Regions from separate parts of the Zea mays genome. Here region 2 is linked to region 1. The links are chromatin contacts, called in public Hi-C maps. All regions are on one chromosome and are shown on one strand. Each heading gives the region's core, a stretch centred on a gene start, on an enhancer-like site or on the middle of the called end of the contact. The rest is flanking DNA. Distances are from core to core; before and after follow the strand shown. Region 1 holds the start of LOC107275245 (50S ribosomal protein L7/L12, chloroplastic-like). Region 2 holds the start of LOC100283183 (ribokinase).

Region 1 (6,621 bases), core at 2,271-4,770:
TTGCATACTATAAACTATACAGAATTATAGACATCGCCGCACAATTAAAGATGACCAAAGATTGTGGCCTCGGAGTTTAGCTAAAAACTAACTTAATTTTCGCCCTGATATCTGAAAACTGTCCCCTAACCTTTGTTTAGTAGCCATTAGGCTTAGAAGCTGATTTTTGACGGTCACATACCTTCCCCTTGTCCCATAAAAGCATGAGTAGTCCAATACTGAAAAGGCAGTCCAATGGATACCATCTATTTTTAAGTTTTTGTTCTCTGGTTGTGAACATAAACATGTGCACAAGTAGCAACAGTGCTTCCACTTTTTCATATTTCAACTCTGTAGAATAAAATCCATTTACCTAACAGAAGTATATTAACTGACACTAGGAATGATAAACCATGCTCCTACAGTTAGCAAAATCATTATTTGACCAGTTAGCATTCTCATGGTTGCACTAACATTGAGAATAACTTACACTGTAGCTTAGAATTGTTAGATACGTGTGTGACAATATGTCAAGTTATCATCTCAGAACTTCAACCAGAGTCTTTCACCTGCTTTAACTTTGTTATGACACTTTGCCATGCCTTTAACTTTGATTGATGAAAAATGCTGGATTCTTGTAGGTTATGTTACCAGAGGCTGTTGCAATTGTGGTCGCACCCACAGATCCAACCAGGCAAGTGTTCTTTGCTAATAAATACTACACTTGTGTTACTTGTACATAAAATGGCTGGCATACATCTGCAGTTCCTTTGTTCTTAATTTCTTTTGCTCCTACATTCTGGTTCTGGGTAAACTTATATAACGTAATCTGAAAATGCCCTATTTGTTTCTCAAATTTTTCAGGAGTTACGGAATATTCAGGCTGACTGAACCTGGAGGGATGGATGTTCTTAGGGAGTGTGACGAAAGTGGGTTCCACACTCACCGAGAGACAACCAACGGCAGCCCAATCTATGAAACCTGCTCGAAAGTGCACTTCAATCCCAACTTGCGGTTTGAGATTGTCGACCTGCGCTCGGCTCAATGATCAATGGGACTAAAGCTATGGCAGCACGTGCTCCCTTGTGCTCCCTCTTGGCAGAAGTATATACCATAGAGCTTGCTGACGATGCGTGATAGGTATAGTGACAGCGCCAAGCCGGAACCAAGATGCTCATGTTACTTATCTGACATCTGCGCTGGTATTTGTCAAAGAAAAGGAGTAACTGAAAACTAGCACTGGTTATCTTGTCTGTTCGGCCAGCCTTTGAGTTGGTATTTTAAGTAATACTGTATATAACATACAACTGGGGCAAAACACACACACACACTATTAACTTGGTCTGGGATGTGATTGTAACGTAGCGCAATAGCGCTTGACTGTTTCTGTGGCACTGCCAATTTACTTACTAATTGTCAGTGACTGGAGTATGAAGAAATACATTAATTTGGCAGTTCCTTACTAAACCAATTCTCTATTTCTACTATTCTATATGGCTTATATGGCTCTACTGTGGGCGTCCATACCTTAACTGGTGAAGCACGCCCTTGCCTTGTCTCCTCGTCGCACTATCCACCGCGATCTAGTTCTCCTCGGCGTGGCGCAGATCTCCTCGGTGCGGTTTAGATCGGCACGATCCACTCCCCCACCCATCTGCTCTCCATCGGCGCGATCCACTCCCGTGTCGCTGTCCACTCCCTCACCCATCGGCGCGATCCCCTCCCGTGTCGCAGCACAGATCTCCTCCTCGGCGTGCAAATCCGGCTGTCCTCGCCCCACTTTCCTCTCTCGCCGCAATCCCTGCTCTCTCTCGCCCGGATCGCTGCCCCAGAATCCCATCCGTGTTCGCGCTCTCCAGAATCCCATCCACTCCCCAAAATCCCATCCGCGTCCGCGCACTCCATGGCGAGTCCTCCGCCCTCCGCTCGGATCACGCCCCAGCCTCCATGGAAGGGGAGTCCTCTCGATCAGACTCCGCGTCCGCAATCCCATCCGAATCTGTCTCGTTTCGTCGCAATCCCTCTCGATCCACGTCTGTGCTGTCCATGGAAGGAGAATCAGACGCTCCAGCCTCCATGGAAGGGGAGTCCTCTCGATCCGCGTTCTCGCTCTCCAGAGAAGGGGAATCCTCCCCCCTCTAACCTCGCCCTATATCTCCCTTGCCACCGACCGGCCTTGCCCCACCATCGGCGACACCCACCCCCCTTCAATCCACTAACCTTCCATGGAGAGTGCGGGTGAGAAGTTTCCATCGACGGCATCATCGGGTATGCGCCTATAAAATGTCAAGTGTGTACCATGTTAAAATAGGACCTATATTTAAGTCCTAAAAATTAAAATAGGACCTAATTTAAAATGTTTAGAACCAAAAAAACATTAACAACTCCAATAGTTAAATACTATACCATGTTATTAGGAAATAAATCATATTATTTAGAAAATAAAAGATTATGATTATTGCACTAAATGAGGATAGTGCTCCAGTATACGAGGGGTCCTATGTTTAGAACCTAAGGCATCGGGTCCTATAATTGTTTGATGATTTTTTGTGAAACATGACCTCTGCTGGAGCAGGTTTTGGTGTTGGGGTCTTATATTTCAAAATTTTGACCAAGAAAAATAGGACCCCATTTAAGACTCTTGTTGGAGATGCTCTAAAGAGTATTAATTAGTGCGAATAAGGACTATATTACCCCTATTAATTAGGGGTTGCCCGGTGCACATAGAAAGTGGGGAGGACAATGGAGTTAAAATCATACCTTAGTCCCTTTTAGTTACCCCTTAATGACTAAAGAATTAAAGTTTAGTCACCTCTACTTTGAACCCTATTTGTTTTTTCAGAACTAAAATTGACTAGTTACTCCAAACCAAACAGGCCTTAGAGAGTGTTTGGTTTATAGGGACTAATTTTTAGTCCCTTTATTTTATTTCATTTTAGTCCCTAAATGGTTAAATATAAAAACTAAAACTCTAATTTAATTTTCGTATTTGATAATTTAGGGAGATAATGTAGAGAGTAAAATTAGATAAAATGGAGGTACTAAAAATTATAAACTAAACACCTTTTAGTCTATCTCGCCACGTGAAAAGTCATGCAAATGCAAAAATATCGCTCGCACGACGTTATATCATAATGCATGTGTCTACAATAGATCATACATCTCACAGGGGACAAAATACTCGTGAGAAGAGGGGCTATGTAAATTTGTACACTCTCTTTACAAGAGGCAAAATACATATAAGAGAGGTTATGTAAATTTATACACCCTCTCTCCTTCAATATATAATTTAATCGGGTAATGGAGAATAAGTATTGTTTATTGAGATGGTATTGTTTAGGTGTTGGAGAAACACAGTTTTATATGTTAATACTACACTCATACACTGCTCACTATGCAACTATTCTATTGTTTGAGATAGCTTTTATAAATCCGAAGATACAATTGCAATTAGAAGGAAAGCCCAGGGGTTAGCCACTCACACCGTTCGTTTCGTATATCTGTCTCCCTCTCCCCATCTTATCACAACGGCACTCCATCGCCTCATCTTATCCGCCGGCCTCCTCACGCCGTCGCTGCTGCCTGCTCACTCCCCACTCCCGACTCCCCGACGCACGAGCTCCCAGGAGTTAGCCATGGCCTCCACCACCCTCTCCTCCGCCTTCAGCCTCCTCTCCCGCCCCTCCACCTCCCCGTGCCCCGCCGTCTCGCTCCCGAGGTCCTCCTTCCCCGTGCCTGACAGCCGCCGGAGACGCCGCGCCGTCACCGTCGCGTCCACCGCCACCGAGTCCCCCAAGGTCTTGGAGCTCGGGGACACCATTGCCGGGCTCACTCTCGAGGAGGCCCGCAACCTTGTTGACCACCTCCAGGAGCGGCTCGGCGTCACAGCTGCGGCCTTCGCGCCGGCCGCCGTCGTCGCAGCGCCTGGGGCGGGCGGCGGGGCCGCGGCCGAGGAGGAGGCCCCCGTTGAGAAGACGGAGTTCGACGTAGTAATTGAAGAGGTGCCCAGCAGCGCGCGTATCGCCACTATCAAGGTGGTGCGCGTGCTCACCAGCCTCGCGCTCAAGGAGGCCAAGGACCTTATCGAGGGCCTTCCCAAGAAGCTTAAGGAGGCCGTCAGCAAGGACGAGGCCGAGGATGCCAAGAAGCAGCTCGAGGAGGTCGGCGCCAAGGTGTCTATCGTGTGACACTAGGTATACTGACTCCTTTTTTTTTTCTTCTTTTTTTTTTAAATTTCTTTCTTTGATCTTTGCCTCCCAATCTTTTGTGTATCCCCATTGTCGTTTATAAGGAATTGCTGTTTGATGATATGAATTCAGTGTGAATGTGACATGCTTAAAACTGGTAATGTAGATTTGCCTTGTTGGCACTATCATTACTTCATGACGGTGAACAATAGGGCATTTTGCTTTCCTTATTCTGTTGCTTGCAATTGCTAGTAGCCTTTGTAGTGGGTTGCATTGTATTCGTTATTATTCGTTACAAATGTCATCTAAAAAATTGTCTGTAAGAAAGGTACTACAAACGTTTTCTATTTGATTATACTTTCATTTAATGTGTATTCTTCCTTTTATAATTTGTTTCCATACATTTAGCATCTAAGAGATCAAAACTGTTTTCTCTCGTATCTAATAAACAGAATACCCCGCCGCGTCGTACGCTGGTCTGGCTGAGGCCACGCGCCCACGCCTTCTGTTGGTCTGTGCAAAAGCCGTTTGGTCTCTATTTGCATGCCGATGCCGTCGCGTTAGCTGTTCAACCTCGGTTCGGAAAGATAACAGAATACCCCGACCCTTGCGCGTTGCGGACTTGCGCCTACCCTATATAATAAACCGATCTACGCTGTGCCTCCATCAAATAAACACTTGCATCTACGTATTGTTAGCTAGCTGGCTCTCGACAAGACAAGGTGATCAAGGGACGACGACTACAGCGCGCGCAAGCCGTCCGTGTCCTCTCCTCCCTGCCGGCGCCGGCGCAATGACGTTCGCGTACGACACGGACGTCGTCATGGACGACGGCACCATCATCAAAACTACCGTCACCAACTCCGGCGACGCCACCAAGCTCTTCCTCCGCGAGGTGCGCCAGACCAGAAAGCCCCTGATCGTGGGTCTGGACACCGAGTGGCGCGTCATTCGCCGACAGGGCCGGCGCCCGCGCAACCGGATGGCCGTGCTGCAGCTCTGCGTGGGCCACCGCTGTCTGGTCTTCCAGATAGTCGCGGCCGACTATGTCCCGGCCGCGCTGAAAGCCTTCCTCGCCAGCCCGCAGCACCGCTTCGTCGGCGTCGTGGTCGACGTCGACGTAGAGCGCTTGCGCTGCGACTGCAACATTGTGGTCAATAACACTGTAGACCTGAGGTATGCCGCGGCCGACGTGCTCGGCCGGCCGCACCTCAGGACGGCGGGGCTCAAGATCCTCGCCCGCGAGGTGATGGGAGTGGAAATAGAGAAGCCGAAGCACCTGACCTGTAGCGAGTGGGACAGACCTCTGTCGCAGGCGCAGGTCCGCTACGCTGCCATTGACGCCTTCGTGTCATACGAGGTTGGCCGGCTGGTGCTCACCAGGGAGCACGCGCAAGATGCGGCCTTCACCGGTGCAATGACGATATTGCCGTCGCAGTTGCCGTAAATGTGCATAGTTTTACTTAGTTAGTGTAGGGATTGTTTACATGGTGTATCTCGCACATTTATTCATTGGTTTAAAGAAAATTTGGATTCTTATGTTTTTTTTATTTTGTATCTGTACATTGGTCCTCCACACAAGTTCTTCGCCTCGACCGTTAAAGCTGATAATGATCTGGGCTTCAACCCGGTTTATGCGGAATTTGTTTCTGTTTTGGGCTAATCCAGTTTGGTTTGTTAGAGCAACTCCAGCAGTTGTCTAAAAGACTTCCTAAATCAATAATTTAGCTAGTTAATATAAAAACTCATCTCCAACAGTTATCTAAATAAACTTTCTAAATTTAACAACTCATTATCTTAGAGCAACTCCAATAGTTATGTAATTTTTAGCTCTCTAAATCACAGATTTAAGAAGTTGCTAAATAACTTTAGGAGTAAAAAAATGTGAGTTCTCCAATAGTTCTCTAAATATAGGTTGTAGTTTTGTTTTTGTATCTATCCACATAAAAAAATAAAGTCACAAATGTCATTAATTACCTTCATTATCTATATAATGCAGTAAACATTTTTTTAGAGAGTTGCTAAATGGTTGCCAAATGTAGAGAGGAAATAAAGTTAGATGAGAAGTTGTTAAATTTAGAAAGTTTATTTAGAGAACTGTTGGAGATGAATTTTTGTGTTAACTCCTTAAATTGTTGATTTAGGAAGTCTATTAGAGAATTACTGGAGTTGCTCTACTCATTTTCTCTCTACATTTGGCAACCATTTAGCAACTCCCTAAACAAAAATGTTGACTGCGTTATGTAGTTAATGAAGGTAATTGATGACATTTGTGACTTATTTTTTTGATGTGGATAGATACAAAACAAAATTACAACATATATTTAGAGAACTATTGGAGAACTCACATTTTTTTACTCCTAAAGTTGTTTAGCAACTTCTTAAATATATGATTTAGAGAGCTAAAATTTATATAACTATTGGAGTTGCTCTTAGGGCTAGTGTATAAAATAGA
Region 2 (6,621 bases), core at 2,429-4,928, 570 kb after region 1:
TTAGTGTCCCAGCCATTATTATATCTTAAAATTCCTCAAGTGATGTTTCTTTTGTCATTGATGTACAACCAGGCATTGGCTGATCCGTATTTTAAAGGCCTCGCGAAAGTAGAGAGAGAACCATCATGCCAGCCAATAACAAAAATGGAGTTCGAGTTTGAGCGAAGAAAGGTGACCAAAGAGGATGTCAAGGAACTTATATTCAGGGAGATATTAGAGTATCATCCTCAACTTCTCAAGGATTACATGAATGGAACTGAGAAAACAAACTTTATATATCCTAGGTATTTGTTTGCCAGTAATAAAAATGGAGCTTGAATATTTCATTTATTTTATGTTATTGCCACCTGCTATACCAATGTGCTAACTGTTTCTAATTGTTCTTGTTCAGTGCTGTTGACAATTTCCGAAGGCAATTTGCTAACTTGGAGGAAAATGGAGGAAAGAGTGTGGCGCACACCGCTTCATCAGACAGGAAGCATGTTTCGCTCCCAAGGTGACAGATTTTCAGGGTTCTCATTCTATGATTTAGGCTGCTATGTTCTGCTTTTCGTTAAAAAACCTTTTTTTGCCTGAATAAATTATATTGGATTCCACAGTTTCCTAGTTTTTTGGGATTAAAATGAATTAGCTTACGTTTGCATGGCCGAGTTGGTTAGGTGGTTTGAGTAGCACTCCTCAAGTCTTTGGTTCGACTATCCGTGGGAGCGAATTTCAGGTTGTGGTTAAAAAATCTCCTCGTCTGTCACACGCCAAAGCATATGTCTATGGCTCAGCCCCGGTCGCGGTCGTTCTCACACGGGCTACGGTGTCGCTGTGTATGGTGGAGCAGATATTCGGGGGGTTTCTCGACCTGTGTGAGAATGTCTTCTTAATACAATGTCTGGGGGCTGTCTTACCCCCCGCAGGTCGAGTTTTTTTAAAGAACTGGTGTTTGATGACCTTGTGATACTGTGAAATCAGAGGCTAGCAACTTAACTACTTGTTGCATTATTATTCGCTTATACTAATTATAATTTTCCATCGAAATTGACTTCTGACCGTTACTCCCTTCTATCTGCAGGACAACCACAGTTCATTCTAATCCAATCCCTCCAAATGGAACCTCCCAAGTTCCCCGAAAGATTCCCACAGGTGGTAATTTCTCCTAACGAAATATTATGTTCTTCAGGCGCCACTATCTAATGTAGTGTTATTTTCTGAAAAAAAATCAGGTAGACCAGGAAGAGTGGTTGGTTCAGTAATACCATTTGAGAACGCAACTGCTGTTGATCCATACAGCCAACGCAGGGTGGTGAGGAATCCAGTGCTTCCTCCAGCCACCTCAAACCTGTCAGCATACACCTATCACCGGAAGTCAGACAACTCAGATGGAGAACTCCAACAGGAGCTGGAAAAGGACCGCATGAAGTACCAGCCAGCACAGCGATTCATGGACAGCAAGCTAGTATCACACATGTCCCCTGACCTGAGGTCTTCCTACTACATACCAAAAGCTTTCCCAAAAGCCGACGCGGCAGATAGAGCTGCTTTGCATTCAAACATGATTCATGGAATCGCCCCTTTTAGTGGCATCGCTGCTGCAGGTGGAGGTGGCTACAACAAGGTTAATGGGGTTCAGTATGGAGTTTCTAGGATTTACTAGTTCTAGTTGCATTGACCATCTCCAGAACACCTGATCTGAGTTGAAGTAATAACATGGCGAACAGTGAAAAGATTTAGGTGCCAAAGAACTGCCATGTTGACTCCGAGCCGAAGATACGGAGCATGAAGAGTATGGTCTCCGATCTCGGATCAAGGAGGAAGTGTGACGTCAGATTGAAAAACAGATAATATTGGGCAACAGTCATGGTTCTGTTCATTGGACATAGCTTTTCGGAAAGCAATGCCATCACCCCGCGGCAACGGTAAAATAAAAGGAGAGAAAAAAAGGCAGTGCCGTCAGTTGGTTGCTGCTTATAAGAGTCAAAGGGGAGCAGAGACAATTATTACATGGAAAATTATGTACTTTGCAAGAACGGAAACATTGGGGAATAAAAAATAGTTAGTCTACGTTTACCTCTCTGTATATAAAAAAAGTGACTTGATTTTATGTATTACGGCTGGTGAGACCCGCTTCTTTAATTCAAAGCTGTGAAGTTTTGGCCTATATTTTGCTCTATAATAAAGTTCAGATTGGTACATTGAGCCTGTTTGGTATCCGGGACTAAAGATTAGTCACTCTATTTTAGTTCTATTTAGGGGATGTTTATTTGGAATTATAATCTACCCATGGTCCAATGCCAGACCCGAGAACAGCCTCTGAGACCCCTCTGGTAAGGCGGTCCAGTGCTTCCCAGTTCTACAGATTTTATTTGAACTTCTTAAAATCGTCTTCCACTGCTTCCCAGTTCTACAGATTTTATTTGAACTTCTTAAAATCGTCTTCCACTGGATTTGGCTGTTCTTAAGAGTGTTCTTATGACTTAGACAAATATATCTAGTGACTATCCAACTAGTTTAAGTCATGGATTTGGGTTGGTTTGATCTCTCTAACTTATATCCTGTTTTTAGCTCAAACTAGCTCCAAAAGAGTGAGACTTTGATTCCGACATTTTCAACCTCTCTAGATGTATCAAATATATTCTTAGTAGTATTTAGAACTTATCCAAAGTGGAGAACTATTGCTAGTTTTTCTATTCCAAAATTTACCCATAATAGGTTGGTTTTGAGCTGTTTTCTGACTTAGAAGCATATTTGTTGATCTTATGAATCTATGAACATACACTTGGCAGACTAGTTAATCCAAATACTTGTAATGGCCATTAAGCACCGAAACAATTGTAGAAATAGATTAAACCCTATTTTCCTTACACTTAGTGAGTTATGCATACGCTAGATTTATGTCTGATCCCCATAATACCAAATCTCATACTAGTTTCATGTTTTTCTACGGTGGCACCGTAGTACCGTGAAGGTAGCAACATCCACCAACACCTTGGAAGAGAATGTGTTTGGCTACCACAGGATGATTAAGGCCTATTTGTTTTAGATTAAAATATATCCAGATTATAGAATACAACTTAAATAATCTAGATAGAAACAAAACAACCAGATTATTAGGTCACACTATATAATCTAGAGGTCATATTGTCATAATCTCATAACCTCCTTAAGAAATGTTTATTTGATATTATTTTAGCAAAGGATCTACTATCCATGATAACTTTGTTTGTGCTGGATTGGTGGGTCGGAACGATTCCTAACTGGATTGCTTCTGTAATTTATATAAACTTTGATTAGCTAAAACGATTCCGAGTGCAATCCGACACAAACGAACAAGACAAATTATCCACTATTGCTGGTCCCTAAAAAATATTTATCTATTTCTTGCTCTCGCCAAGCAGCACGTAACTTAAATCAATAATCAAAGTTACAATGCCAAACAACTACATCCAAATTATTTAACCAAGATTATATAATCTAATATATAATCTATATTATATAATGTATAAGCTGAAACTAACTATATCATAAATCATGTTATCTAAGCATAACCGATACCTCACTATTACCTGTGTCTAATCTGTTGCGATTAAAAAACGGAATCACTATCATCTTCAGGATCGGATCGGGACGCCGTTACTCCTTGACTCTATCGTTCTGCCTACCCCAACAGGCCAACACTCACTCGAGTACTCGACACCGCCCCTCTGATATGGCTCAGGCACGCGTGCGCCTTACTCCGGCCGGCCGCACGCCGGCCGCCACGTTCCTCTCGGGCTCCAACCCCAGACCCGCCCACCTCACCTTCTTCCCGAAGCTTACCCCTACCTCCCTCTCCGCCGCCGCAGCTGCCAATGCGCCGCCGCCCCACATCGTCGTCGTGGGCTCCGCCAACGCCGACATCTACGTCGAGGTCGACCGTCTCCCGCTCATCGGCGAGACCGTGGCGGCCCGCGCGGGACGCAGCCTCGCGGGCGGCAAGGGCGCCAACCAGGCCGCCTGCGGTGGCCGCCTCGCGCTGGGCCCTACCTACCTCGTGGCGCGCGTGGGGGATGACGCCAACGGCCGACTCCTCGAGGGTGCCCTAGCCGACGCTGGTGGTGTCCGCACCGACCGCGTCGCCCGCGCGGCCGATGCGCCATCGGGACACGCCGTCGTCATGCTCATGCCCGACGGGCAGAACTCCATTATCATCGTGGGCGGGGCGAACATGGAGGGCTGGGCGGCGGGGATCGGTTCGGAGGACCTGGAATTGATCCGAAAGGCAGGCGTGCTGCTGCTGCAGAGGGAGATACCCGATTGGGTCAACGCGCAGGCTGCCCAGGTGCTTTTTACCTATCTTAGATTGGTTTGGCACACAAATTTTCTTTATAATAAAAAAGGTACTGTCCGATTATTTTTGATATGATAGGGTAATGCAGCTTGGAGCGCCACAGTTTAGGGACTGTTTTAAACCCCTAGAGCTAAGTTGCATTGAAAGGATAAGGGGCGATACTGTCTTGCTGATTTTAGTTGGCCCAACCCAGCTAATGAACTAATTGTTAGTCGGGGGTCCAGCTAACAATTAGCTGAAGCTTTAGCTGGACTGTTTGGAACCCCTACAGCTAATTTTAGCTACTAGCAATTATCTGTATAGGTTCCAAACAGGCCATTAGTTATGCTGTAACTTTTTAGGCAGCTGTTTGGTTTCTTACCATAATTATGGTGTGCCACACTCTCATAGCCCCCTGCCCCACACGTGATAGGCTTACTTTCATGCCAAACTTTGATTTTGCTGGCCACACATTTTGTAGCAACCACAGTTTGCCAAAGGTCAGGCGTGGCAAACTACAGCATCAACCAAAGATGAGATATATATATTTGAGAATGAAGCAGCAATTTACTGAATGTTTTCATTATTTGATGTTTCAGTATTCGGTTTTCGAAATTTGGGGAGATATAGTGGCTGTGTCATGTGGGGTCACCACTACACTCACAAGCGCGACGCCAGGAACATATCCAGCATGATGTAGGCGTGATCTGCACTATGTCATCATGCAGATCACCATGCAGCGGGACTAGGCACGATCTGGCACAATAAACGTCCCTAGAAGACCAGTAATCACCATGTAGTCTTTCGTTTAGGAAAGCAGGATTTGCTGCCTTGACTCTAGGGGCCCGCAAGCCCAGCCGTCACCATTCACCATGCAGCCTTTTCATTTAGGGAAACAAGATTTGTGTCGTTGAAGAATTGAACCCAAAACCTGTCTTTTATCACCAGCACCTTCCTACCACTACAGAACACTCATTTGTGACTATATAACTCGGCCGATGGGGAAAGATAGCCCCCACTGTTAAGAACAAGCTTAACCGGAAGGTCCTGGGTTCGAGCCCCAGCCTCTGCATATTATGCGGGTAAGGCTTGACGCTTAAAGATACCTTTCCCCAGACCCCGCACAGTGTGGGAAGCCTACGACACTGGGTACGCCCTTTAACAAGCTCAAATTGAGCCCGACCGAGAAAGGTCACAAAAGTTGGCTCCCCTTGCATCATGAGGGTCCGCGGTCCGCCCCCTTATAGGTCAGTTCTTTAATCCATGCTTGAGCCCCCTAGCCCCTACACGAGGATACACCCCCTATAGGTCAGTCTGTTTCGTATGCACAAAACCAGGAACCAGCGAGTGACCTTTTTTTAACACCAGCCTAAAATTCACTCTGATTGGGAATTGAACCCAAGAGTTGAGGAGTGCTACAAGATCCATCTAACCAACTCAGCTAGAGGCCCGTTCACATTTGTGACTATATATAATATGCTATCTTTTTTATATCAACATTTCAAAGTCTTATATTGAATATTTTAGCTACAAAGTTTAAAATCTTGCCAAGCGCTATAAATTTGGTATAGGATGTCTCTCCATCCAGGATTTTTTTGAAAAAAAAAATCAAAATATTGAATATGAAAAATATGTGAATTTAAACCAAATATTCGAGACTCTAAATGGCTTCAAATTAAAAAAAAAATTAGCAACAACAAACATGTATCGCAAGTCAGCCACTACACTTTAGTATTAAGTATGTGAACACTCAACGTCGTTTAGGAATTCTAAATTTGAAAATTTGAAATGTATATACTTTGAACACAAATTTGGGACTCTAAACAGCTTCAAATAAAAAGTTTTCAACTACAAAGTTGTAGACTACATTGAGAACTATAACTTTCGTATGGATCATGTCGCATCCGAGATTGTTTGATAATTTTAAATTTTAAAACCTGTGAACTTACAACAATATTTTGGGACCGTAAACAGTTTCTAATCAAAATAATCCACTATTTTTTTAAACAAATGGCAGGAGCTCTGCCTTTCAGTTATGAAGAATTAGAAGTTTTATGTACAAGGGTAGTCAAACTCAAACCACATGATGCCTACGTAACATGTCATTAGAAAGGTTAATCCACCCACATGACGCAAAAAAGCACAAAACTACTGTCAGTCATTGTTGCCGAGCATGGTTGCAAAGCAGTCAACAACTTCGACTTCCCTATGGTAGACACCAAACTAAACCCACCCTATTGATGTCGGGCAGACAAGCCAGAAGCACATGGCCGTTACATGTCCTTATTGCCAAGCTCAAGCACGACACAAAGAGCAGTTATGAC

What was found. Hi-C and Micro-C count contacts between places; a contact is called where the count stands out from the background.
Region 2: a Hi-C map of leaf shows a contact between it and region 1, with 4 times the contacts expected there. The contact joins the promoter of LOC100283183 here to the promoter of LOC107275245 in region 1. A contact is called at or near these places in 3 of 25 Hi-C or Micro-C datasets (bundle sheath, ear and leaf).

What each region holds. Positions count from the first base shown.
Region 1 is chr8:152,355,112-152,361,732 of Zm-B73-REFERENCE-NAM-5.0, forward strand. LOC107275245 (50S ribosomal protein L7/L12, chloroplastic-like) reads left to right here and starts at 3,521. Exons shown (of 1, transcript NM_001320551.1): 1 at 3,521-4,286. The coding sequence starts at 3,615. The coding sequence ends at 4,166. It overlaps LOC100191225 (AMSH-like ubiquitin thioesterase 2), which reads left to right. Exons shown (of 9, transcript NM_001136659.1): 8 at 621-673; 9 at 844-1,443. The coding sequence ends at 1,027. LOC100280337 reads left to right here and starts at 4,832. Exons shown (of 1, transcript NM_001320549.1): 1 at 4,832-5,715. The coding sequence starts at 4,960. The coding sequence ends at 5,613.
Region 2 is chr8:152,929,412-152,936,032 of Zm-B73-REFERENCE-NAM-5.0, forward strand. It overlaps LOC100283183 (ribokinase), which reads left to right and starts at 3,679. Exons shown (of 5, transcript NM_001353327.1): 1 at 3,679-4,309. The coding sequence starts at 3,698. LOC103636141 (mitogen-activated protein kinase 8-like) reads left to right here. Exons shown (of 10, transcript NM_001301575.1): 7 at 73-284; 8 at 392-496; 9 at 1,064-1,134; 10 at 1,215-2,148. The coding sequence ends at 1,645.